Linked DNA regions of Mus musculus: all the other regions are linked to region 2. The links are chromatin contacts, called in public HiChIP or PLAC-seq maps. All regions are on one chromosome and are shown on one strand. The core of a region is the stretch at or near the end of the contact, and the rest is flanking DNA. Distances in the headings are between cores, read along the strand shown. Region 1 has its middle 11 kb from the start of Gm21123. Region 2 has its middle 42 kb from the start of Wee1. Region 3 overlaps Gm21123 (a long non-coding RNA gene).

Region 1 (3,364 bases), core at 612-3,111, 550 kb before region 2:
TGATGGACTTCAAACTATAAATTGAAATAAATTCTTTCCTCTTCAAGTTGTTTTCGGTCACGGTATTTTACCAAAACAGTAGAAATCAAACTAAAACACACAAATTGACAAAGAAGTATAAAAAATGGCCAGAAAGAGACCAAGAACCTCCAAGACCAAGGAGTGGAGCCAGGAGATACTGTCATGTTAGGTCAGGGCCATGCTGATCTCATCCAACAGGAAGACTGGGCCATGTGGGTAGTCACACACAGCTGACTGAGGCAGTGTGTGTGTCCCTGTAGAGAGTGTCTACTCTTGACGATCAAACCTCAGCCATCATTTGCCCAGTTCTGATTGTCAAACATGGAAGCCTCAAGTCTGTGCCAAATGAAGGTGTGCCAGCATGGTGTCTGCCCAGATGGAACTACATATCATCTAGTACCAAGTAAAGATCCCATGAAAGGTTCTCTTCTGAGATCCCACCTTTGTTAGAAAACCCCCTCCTCTGGAAAAGGAAGTAGAAGAGACTGGTGAGAGGGTAGGTGGAATCGATGGTCTTTGATCCAAACAGAGAAGAACAGGGAGACACTATGGTAGAGGAGCATCTGGGAGCAATGCACATCTTCCTAGATTGGTGTACTGGTCACTTTCTGTCAACTTGACACAATCTAGAGACACCTGGGAAGAGGGAACCTCAGTTGAAGAATTGCCTCCATCAGATGGGTATGTCTGTGGGGCATTTTCTTGATTGCTAATCTGTGGAGGACAGCCTTGTCCACTATGGGTGGTGCCACTCTTGGGTGTGTGGTCTTAGATCAGACAAGAAAGGTAACTGAATAGAAGCCCGGAAGCCATCCGGTAAGTAGTGATCTTCTTTGACTTCTGCTTTACTTCTGGTCTCTAGAATCCTTCCTTGGCGTCCCTTAATGATGGACTATAAAATGTAGAAAGAAAAATGCTTTTTTCCACCAAGTTATTTTTGGTCATAGGTTTTCTCACAGCAACAGAAGACAAACTAAGACAAATGGTGTTCACTGTCCTAACGGAGGAACACCTTAGCCTTATGTGCAGGAGTGAGTGAGTTGATCACTGTAATCATCACTTGCTACTGTGTTGTTCTGCTACAATTACAGAAATGTTCTAAAAGTGGAGTGAAGAATGAACACAAGCATAGAAGCTTTGACTTTGCACAATGTTTTTAGTGACTTCATTTATATAGACTTTCATTTCTCTGTGACAGGATACAGGACCGAAGCAGCTTAAAGGAGGAAAGCTATATTTTGGCTCACAGTTTCAGAGGGCTTCAGTCCGAGTGGTAGGAAAGGCATGATAGCACGGCTCAGTTCATGACAATATGGAAACATGTGTCAGAGACCATTCACACCAAGGTGGATTAGAAAGCAGAGGGCAGCAGGAATCATGGGTAACCTTCAGAGGTTACAGGGCAGCAGGAATCAAGGGTATAACCTTCAGAGGTTACAATGGTTAATATTCACTGTTAATGTAGCTGGGTTTCCTTTGTACATTTATTTATTCATATAAAAGTGTATGCACATGCAAGCATGTCTGTCACCACATATATATGGAGGCCAAAGGACATCGTGTGGCAGTCAGCTCTCTCCTTACACCATGTGGGTCCTAGAGACTGAACTCAGGTCCTCAGGCTTGGCAGCAAGCCCCTTTACCCACTAAACCCTCTCACTGACCACTTAACTATACTTATAATCATCTTAGAAACACCCTTCTCAGTGTGTCTAGAAAGATGTTTCTAGAACGGTTTAACCAAAAAAGGGAAGACCTATCCTAACTATGGGCAGCACCATACCACGGTCTGTGGTGAGCACCACTGTTCATCTCTGCTTCCTGACTATGGACATGTGACCAGCCACCTCATGTTCCTGCTACTTCCCCTCAGCCGTGGACTTCCCCTCAAAGTGTGATCCAAAGTAAACACTTCCTCCCTTAGCTTGTTTTTTTTTTTTTTTTTTTTGCCAGATATGTCATCGCAGTGACAAAATAGTGCAGAGGCCCACCCTGAGTGACCCACGTCTGCCAGGTAGGCCTCGGCTCCTAAAGCTTTCATAGGCTCCAAAGTAGTGTGCGCATCTGGGGAGCAAGCACTCACACTGTGATCCTGTAGGGGTGCTGTTAGTGACTATCTTTTGAGCCAAGCAACTGCCATCTAAGGATTAGCCAAGCTGCACTGGTGGAATGTTTACACCATCCAGGAAAAGAGAGGTAGGAGGGGCCACAAAGTGTAGCCAGCAACTCGCTATTACTTATTGTGTGCACCGCTGCCTTAATTGTACACATCCTTGGCAGGGTCTAGAGTATATGGGGGCAGGAGAGACACTAGGAGAGAAGGGCTCCACTTGTGCAGCTCTGGGAAAGCCCTCATCCCTACTGGGTAAGGCTTTTCAGGTGTGGTCTCTTGGGGAAGGAGCACCCATACCCCTGTAAGTAACCCCTTACCCGTGTTCTCTAAGGAAGCCAAATACTCTCATTGGTTTCCCCCAGAGTGAACTTCGGCAGAGGGATGCCTCAGTTTGTTGTTTGGACCTTAGTTTTAGGAGAAGGTTGGACTTTGCTTACGTCTTCCCCTTGAAAGGAATTTTAGCAACAGAGGACATTTTAGAATCAAACCGTAGCATCAGTGTTCATGGTGAAGTTAAAAATAACGAAGTAAACAGAATGAACTCATGGGACAGGCATGTAGGACTGGATGGAGGGGAAGAGAGTGGAAGGAGCCTCACTGAACCTGAGCTGCAAGTCCAGCCCAGCTGCAAACTGCGGGGGCAGACTCTTCAAAGCGCATGTCTGTTTGATATCAGTGCTGTGGTTTAAAACTGAAATGTCTCCCACAGGCTCAGGGGTTTGAACACTTGGTTCCCAGCCGGTAGTGCTGTTTAGGGAGGTGATAAGATCTTTGGTACGCATAGCCTAGCTGGTGGATATGAGCCTCTTGGGCCCTGCACTGTACATAAGATCTCTATTTCCTGATGTACCGAGATGTGAACAAGCTGTGCTGTGAGTTCCTACCACCATGGCCTAGGTACTTCAGCCACCATGTTTCCCTTGCTGTGATGGACTGAACCCTGAACCAAGTCAAAGTAAACTTCTCCCATATGCTGCTTCTATCAGGGGATTGCTCACAGTGATAGCGAAGTGACTAATACTGACAGCCAGGCCAATTGGCAGAAGTGACAGAAAGAATTGGGGTCATAGAGCCAGGAGAAGCTGCTCCCCTAAGAGGGAGCAGACACAAAGATTGCAGGTGGACATCGGGCCCCAAACTGACTGAATTCAGGAAGGTATAGCCAAGAGCAGGCTGGTGGATGCTTTTCACAGCAAGGTACGGAGGACTTGAGAGCACTCAGTCAGTGCT
Region 2 (3,413 bases), core at 684-3,183:
CAGGCAACACTCCAGGTCTCAGGGCAGGGGGTCCTTTTCTGCAGAGTCCTGAATTTATAACATTGATTTTATTTCCTTTCATTTACTATTTATATGTAAGAAGCAAGGTCTCAAAGTAACTGTATAACCAAAGAAGACCTTGAATTTTGGATCCTCCTGTATCTATCTCTCCACTATAGACATGAGCCACTACACCTGGGTTATGTGTTATGGTCATACATTCCTAGCCCAACATTGATTTGAGATTTTTTTTTTTTTCCTTGAGAGTCTTATTATGTAGCCCTGGCTGGCCTGGAACTCACAGGGACCCATCTGCTGGCCTCTGCCTCCATAGCTGTGATTGAAGGAAGGGCTATGTGCAGCCTGCATTTCTGTTTTTTAAGACTTATTTTTATTTTTAACGTATGTGTGTCTACACTAAGGCTAGAAGAGAGCATTGAATCCTATGGAGTTGGACTTACAGGCAGTTGTGAAGCGAGTGCTGGGAATTGAACCTGGGTCCTCCGGAAGAACAGTAAGTGCTTTAATCACTGAGCCATTTGTTCCGAGCCCTGGACCCACAAACTAAACTTAAGAACTCTTTGGTAATCAGAAAAACTACTGGACTTCCTTCCAAAAACACTGCACGTCTGCCTAAAAGTTGAAACAGCTCACCCAGTTTCATGAATAACCCTGGATCCTAAAATGTTCTACTTGAGTCAACCCCCAGGTTAAGGACCCCTGGTAGGCTTGAATAAACACATCTTATAACACATGCTGCCTTCAAAGCCTGTTTACAGACGGTGATAAATAAGAAAATAAATAAATAGGAATTCATTGAAAAGAACTACTGCCTTCAAAGACTAGTTAAGTCTGTTTACTAGAGGTGGTATACCTGGGCAGGGTTGGGAAAGGTGATTAGTGAGTCCTTTAGTCCAACAAGCAGTATCCTAGATCCGGGGCTCAAGAGCTTCAAGGCCAGAGAGACAATGGGACTTTGAGGGATTTGTTCTGAAACAGGATTCACTGTAACTCAGGATAGCCTCAGATTCTCTATGTAGCAGAGGCTGGTCTTGACGTTTTGTTTCACCAAACGCTGCAACCACCGTCAAGCTTACCTGTCTCTAAATTGTGGTCTTGGATTGATTCTGACTGAATTTCCCAGACGCGGGTTGTCAGGGCATGATCAAGGGAAACCCAGGCCACAGGTGCAGTCCCTGGGTCACCCAGGAAGAGCTTGCGGAATGTCCTGTCTGTGAGTGCCCTCTGCTGGGAACGCTCGGTCCCGCTACGGGACTGCGGCTGCGCACTGGCACCACGGGGCGGCGCAGACTTCTTGGGTGTAGTGCATAACCCAGCGGACTGCCTAGCCTCGGTAACTCCAGTAATGCTCTCTAATATTGTTCATCGTGCCTTCCCTCCGACCCCTCAGACCCTCTGCTTCTCATCATGACTTTGACCACCAAACCGTACTCTAGGCTCCTAAGGCTAGTCGTAGAAACATCGGAGCACCCGTTGCATATATGAAACATGTTTCTCACGACTGAACCGAGTGTTTCGATTATAATTCCAAGGCAGAAAAGGATGCAGGCACGTCGCGGCAAAGAGAAAATGGACACCTGGGTGGTGAGGAAAAAACGGGAGCGCCCAGAGTCTAGCTCCGCACAGCGACCTCACAGTGTTAAGTGCCCGGTACCCTGGATTTAGCAGGGCCAGCCCACTCTGCAGCAAAATTAAGCAAAGCCAATTCCTCCCTGTGTTGGAGAGTTGGCACCAGTGACGCTCTAGACTTGAGCAAAAGGACGCCTGCTAAAGCGTTGATCAGGGTTGGGGCCCTTGCCTAGCAAGCATGGGGCTCTGGGTTCCTAAGAAAACTGAGCCCAGGATGTGAGCCACGTGGTGGCTTTTGTCCGGTCTTCCCGGGACCACGGGCGCCAGCAGGGGGCGAGACGTTCCTTTTAACCCCGCTCAATTGAAGTTAAAAATAGAAGCTGAGTTCAACTGAAAAGCATGAGACAGCAAACGTAGAGAAACTTGATCAGGCCGATATGAAGTAACATTTCCAAATACGGCAGTAAGGGCATGAGACAGAGCAAACGTGGAGAAACTTGATCAGGTCGATATGAAGTAACATTTCCAAATACCTCAGTAAGGTAAGCAGCTTCGGCAGGAGCGCTGCTCTAGGAAGTGAATGAAAACTTCGAGGTGTAAAAAATGTTAAGTTCCAAGTCAGACATCAAATGAACTTTCAGGGATTAAAATGGTAAATGTTTTAAAGACAAAGACACGCAATATCAATTAGAGTAAACGTTTTATCTGTGGATAAATATTGGAATTCTCCAGCTTTAAATAACAAAATATTACAAGGGAATTCAAAACCATGAACACTAAACAGAGTTTTAAAAAGTAATAATAATAGCCTGAGAAAAACTGTCTCCAACAAAATTCAAGCTGAGAGTATCTCAAATGAATAAAACTTTATACAGAAAAACAAACCAGAACTGGGTGGTAGTAGCACGTGCCCTTACAGTCAGCACTTGGGAGTCAGTCACCTTTCTGAGTTCGAGGCCACCCTGTTCTACAGAGTAAGTTCCAGGACAGCCAGGACTACACAGAGAAACCCTGTGTAAAACAAAACAAACAAACAAAAAAAAACTCACAACCAAACAACCCCCCCCCCGCCAGCCTCCTACATAAAACAGATATATTGGTGATAGCCTGTAATCTAGCACCTCAAAATCAGAGAATGTGAGTTTGAGGCTAGCCTGAACTGCACAACAAGACTCTGTCTCAAAAGAAAACAAACAACAAACAAAAACAAAAAAGAAAAAAAAAAACGCTAACAAATCTAATAAGATGGGTGGGTAGCACCGCCCATCTGAGAGGTAGGGCAGGTAATTAGGAGTTCAAAACTGCCACTTTTTCTCCCCTCCTGTATTTTTATTTATGTGTATATGTGTACACCATGTGCATGCAGTGCCCACCAAAGGCAGGAGAGGGCGTTAGAGTCCTCTGAGACCAGAGTTACAGATGGTTGTGCGTTACCAAGTGAGCCCTGGGAATTGAACCTGGGTCATAGGGAAAACTGAGCCGCCAGTGCTCTTAGCAACTGAATCAGCTCTCTAGCCCCTAACGATATGATAATTTTAAAAACAGACTCTTGAGCTATATAGGCCAGAATAGGGCACTGGATTCCCTGGAACTGGAGTTGCAAACAGTTGTTAACTGAGTGTTCTTAACTACTTAGCTTAATTGAAAAGTGGCAGCAGGAAGATCAGGGGTTTAAGATCAGGCACAGCTACAACTACAGTGTGTTCCCAGTCAGCCATCCCTAGCTACACAGGAAATTGCCTGGGGGGATGGGTTATAATGCTTAAGAGTCTGGTGTAGGTCTGCAGCACAACAAATAAACAAAACAAAGTGGAAAAGCAAAG
Region 3 (3,497 bases), core at 254-2,753, 530 kb before region 2:
TGCCTGGAAGAGGAGAAAGCTGGAAATAGTTGGCAAACAAGACTCATGACTCTTCAGCCTAAGAGAGCAAAACTGCAGAGAGGCAAAGGAGGGGTGGAGCTTGCGATTTAAATCCTGGGCAGGAGGAGACTTCTGCAAGGCTGTGCTAATTCATTAATAATTCCTGAAAACGTTGCCAGTTACTCCCTCTCCCTGGTCATTCTCTACAGCCTCCTCATGCCAGCCTAAAGACTAAAGATCGCCTGAGTACTCTGCCTCAAGTTTGGGGGTCTCCTTTACTTCTTCTCACTCTTTACCCAACACCCCACCCTCACCTCTCCATGGTGAGGGTGACTTGAGGAGTTCATGGACTTGAGGTCACATGCTCCACCAATTTCATCTTCCAGAGAACCACCCAGTCCCCCGGGATCCTTAAAGGCAGCCCCCAACCCACTTCACAGAGATGGGCTATAACCTCTAGGCCTACCCTGACCACTGACCCTGGTTCTTAGTAGGCCCAGTTAAGCCAAGCTCACATCAGCCTGAAGACCTGCTGACTCCAATTCTCTCCCTTTTGAGTAGATGCTCAACTCCTAGGAATCTCAAGTACTTACACACACTACTTGGCCCAGTCTCTTTTATCCAGGCCAAAGCATCCATCTCCCCAGAAGGCCTTCCCCAAGGGACCTGGGGGTGGTTGTGACATGTGCCTTGTAACACAATCTTGTCTTGCTGTAGACTCCATAGGAGCGTGCAGTTTTGTTCATGTTCTCATATGTCCTAGCTGCTGTGGTTAGAGCATATTTTGTTATTGTCCAGGCATAAGGCCTCTATGTGCTCGCTCACAGACTAGTAAACATCCATTGTCTATCAGGGGAACCAGGACCATCTAACCCTGATCTTTCATTTTCCATCCTCCAAGTCAGTGTGACCAAAGTCACACAATTAGTGACACGTGAAGGATTCAGACTCCGAATCAGTCAGACTGTAGATGCTGTGGCCTTAGCTTTAGATGGCATCAAGAGAGATGGCAAGGAAAGTTTCCTAGAGTGCCAACGAAAGGAACCAAAGTGCGTGGCTCAGGCCTCAGCATCCGGTTTTGTTCACTGAGAGCTGGACAGAAATGCTGGATAATACAAATTGTTTCAAAAAGCAAGAAAAAGAATTGCAGAACTGCACAGTCAGGCTACACCAGACCCTCAAACTCTGCGGGTAGACATCCAATTCCTATTTCCCTTGTAGGTGGAGTCCTGCTTTGAGTCTACCCTGTGATCTTTCTCTTCGGAAGCAGCCATGGAAACAGCCGGAACAAGCCCAGTGCATCCTTGCAACAATTCCTTCAAATCGGCTGCTCTCAGGAACTTCTTGACTCTTCAATACATCCCTGAACGGCGAACCTAGGGAAGTGGGTCCTGTTTGTAGCTTATGAGAAGCCACGACCAGGACACACACGGTGGCCAGGGGGCAGGCCAGGGCTGCAGAGAGCCAGAGGCGGAAGCCCAGCTGGGAGAACTCCTGCAGGAAGTGGGCGGGGCTTGGGGGAGAGCCTCCATCTGCAAGGAAATCCCCTCCCCTGGGTTCACTCAGAGGACAGTTCAGGTTGAAGCAAAGATGCCAGAGAGCAGGCAGCGAATCCAGACCCAAGGGGAGGCATAAATGCCAGAGACAACACTGTGAGAGGCAAGAAGGAAGCCAGGAACCAACTGAAGGTCCTGGAGCGTGTCTGCACTCGTCCAGCTTCTCTAGTTCAGGAGAGCAGAGAGGAATTTAATGGGAAGGAAATAAAGAAAAAAAAAAAATAAGAGCTATTCCATTTATTTTATGAGCTCATCAAAACTCTGATAACAAGACCTGTCAGGAATAGCGCACACACAGGAAGCAACACAGGGAGAAAAAAAACAACACTTACAAGGTCAATAAAACATGTGGAAAAGAAGCAGCCACGGTAGTGACGTTGGGGCTTCCTCTGGTGACTAAAATTAAACAGCTTGGGCTGGGGGTGTGGTTCAGTTGATGCAGTGGTCGCCTACCATGCACAAAGCCCTGGGTTTGATCCCCACCATTGCGTGCACCCAACATGGTAGCACAGGCCAACACTTGAGAGGTGGAGGCAGGATGATCACAAGTTCAAGAGCATCTTCTACTACATAGAAAGTTCAAGGCCAGCCTGGGATCCATGAGATCTTATGTCAAAAGAGGGAGGAGATGCTGGATGGCTCAGCTGGTAAGTTCTTGCTTCACAAATTTGAGGAGCAGAGTTGGAACTCCAACAACTATGCAAAAGAGCAGATTGATTTAAGCATACGGAGGGAGAGGACAGTAGATGCAAACAGATCCCTGAACCCATAACCAGCTAGCTTAGCCTAATTGGCAAGCTCTAGCTCTCAGGGAGAGACCCGTGTCAAAAACCAAGATGGGGGCTGGAGAGACGGCTCAGCAGTTAAAAGTACTGGCTATTCTTCCACAGGACCCAGTTATGATTCCCAGTACCCACATGGCAGCTCACAACAATTTCTAACTCAAGTGCCAGGAGATCTGATGCCCTCTTCTGGCCTCTCAGACACCAGGCACACACACGGTACAGAGGAATACATGTAGGCAAAACACTCGTATACATAATATAATAACAATACAAAAAATATTACAATGTGGATGGTGCTTAAGGAATGACACTGAAGGCTGGCCTCTGGCCTTCATGTGTATTCACACACACATGCACACACATGACTGCACACATACACATACAGGTTTATACCAATCATCAGTATTCAAGCCATCAGATTCACTATCTGAAAAATGTTAGCTAAAAACCCACATCCATTTCTGTTTGTTTGTTTGTTTGTTTGTTTGTTTGTTTTAGATATCCCAGTATCTCTTGGCATAATAAAGAGTGGTAGTATCTTATTTAAAATTAAAATACAATGAGAAAGAAATAAAAGAAACATTATAGTTTATTCATTAAAATCAGTAACTCAAAAGGATATTAGTTTTGGCGTTATTCCTTAATATTGCTCTGGAAATTAAGGCCAACACAATAAAAGAAAACACAAAATAAATAAGATGTATTTTTTTTAAACATGACATATTAAGGAAACAAAATTGTCAGTCAAATTTTAGTTATCAATGCTGTATATTAAAATCCCAATGTAACTCCTAGAAACAAAATACTCATTAAGGAGATCGTTAAAACTCACTAAGAATAGAATAAACATGAATTAAAACAACAGGATAAAATGTTAACAATCAACAAGTTTGAGACCATGGTGAAGATGTGGGTATCTCGGACACTACTAATGGTATCTTAGAGGAAAAGCCAGCTGTCTCTCTTATATTCCTCTAATCCTTTGCAGACCCTAGCTGAGTGAGTCACCATTTAGCTCAATTCTGAAAGTTGCTGAACAGAGTTCATGCAGACCCCACAGGTTAAGAGCAAACAGCTTACCCGCACCTCTCTGTCCATCAGCTATGGCTTGGGAATACCCACAATTCTCCACTTGTTTTCAATAATTTATTACAAT

Evidence for each region. HiChIP or PLAC-seq counts read pairs in DNA pulled down with a chosen protein or histone mark.
Region 1: a contact with region 2 is called in an H3K4me3 HiChIP or PLAC-seq map of bone marrow-derived macrophages, with 4 times the contacts expected there. The contact joins two enhancer-like sites. A contact is called at or near these places in 1 of 15 datasets of contacts at CTCF or cohesin (the NIH/3T3 cell line), 9 of 115 datasets of contacts at active chromatin or transcription factors (T-cell acute lymphoblastic leukemia, astrocytes, bone marrow-derived macrophages and 4 more) and 1 of 9 other capture datasets (embryonic stem cells).
Region 3: an H3K27ac HiChIP or PLAC-seq map of trophoblast stem cells shows a contact between it and region 2, with 4 times the contacts expected there. The contact joins two enhancer-like sites. A contact is called at or near these places in 1 of 484 Hi-C or Micro-C datasets (bone marrow-derived macrophages), 9 of 115 datasets of contacts at active chromatin or transcription factors (bone marrow-derived macrophages, cardiomyocytes, embryonic stem cells and 3 more) and 1 of 9 other capture datasets (embryonic stem cells).

What each region holds. Positions count from the first base shown.
Region 1 is chr7:110,709,293-110,712,656 of GRCm38.p6, reverse strand. No RefSeq gene overlaps it. Among named protein-coding and RNA genes, the nearest start is that of Gm21123, 11 kb to the right of the region's middle. Within about 2 kb of position 1,861, at least 53 of the 459 cell types and tissues checked have an H3K27ac peak or open chromatin away from gene starts, as enhancers often do. A contact at or near this core is called in T-cell acute lymphoblastic leukemia and bone marrow-derived macrophages, where this site is marked.
Region 2 is chr7:110,162,816-110,166,228 of GRCm38.p6, reverse strand. No RefSeq gene overlaps it. Among named protein-coding and RNA genes, the nearest start is that of Wee1, 42 kb to the right of the region's middle. RefSeq lists an enhancer at 1-3,413. Within about 2 kb of position 1,933, at least 301 of the 459 cell types and tissues checked have an H3K27ac peak or open chromatin away from gene starts, as enhancers often do. A contact at or near this core is called in T-cell acute lymphoblastic leukemia, bone marrow-derived macrophages and trophoblast stem cells, where this site is marked.
Region 3 is chr7:110,687,522-110,691,018 of GRCm38.p6, reverse strand. Gm21123 (a long non-coding RNA gene) reads left to right here. Exons shown (of 4, transcript XR_140838.1): 4 at 1-856. Among named protein-coding and RNA genes, the nearest start is that of Gm21123, 10 kb to the left of the region's middle. Within about 2 kb of position 1,503, at least 136 of the 459 cell types and tissues checked have an H3K27ac peak or open chromatin away from gene starts, as enhancers often do. A contact at or near this core is called in trophoblast stem cells, where this site is marked.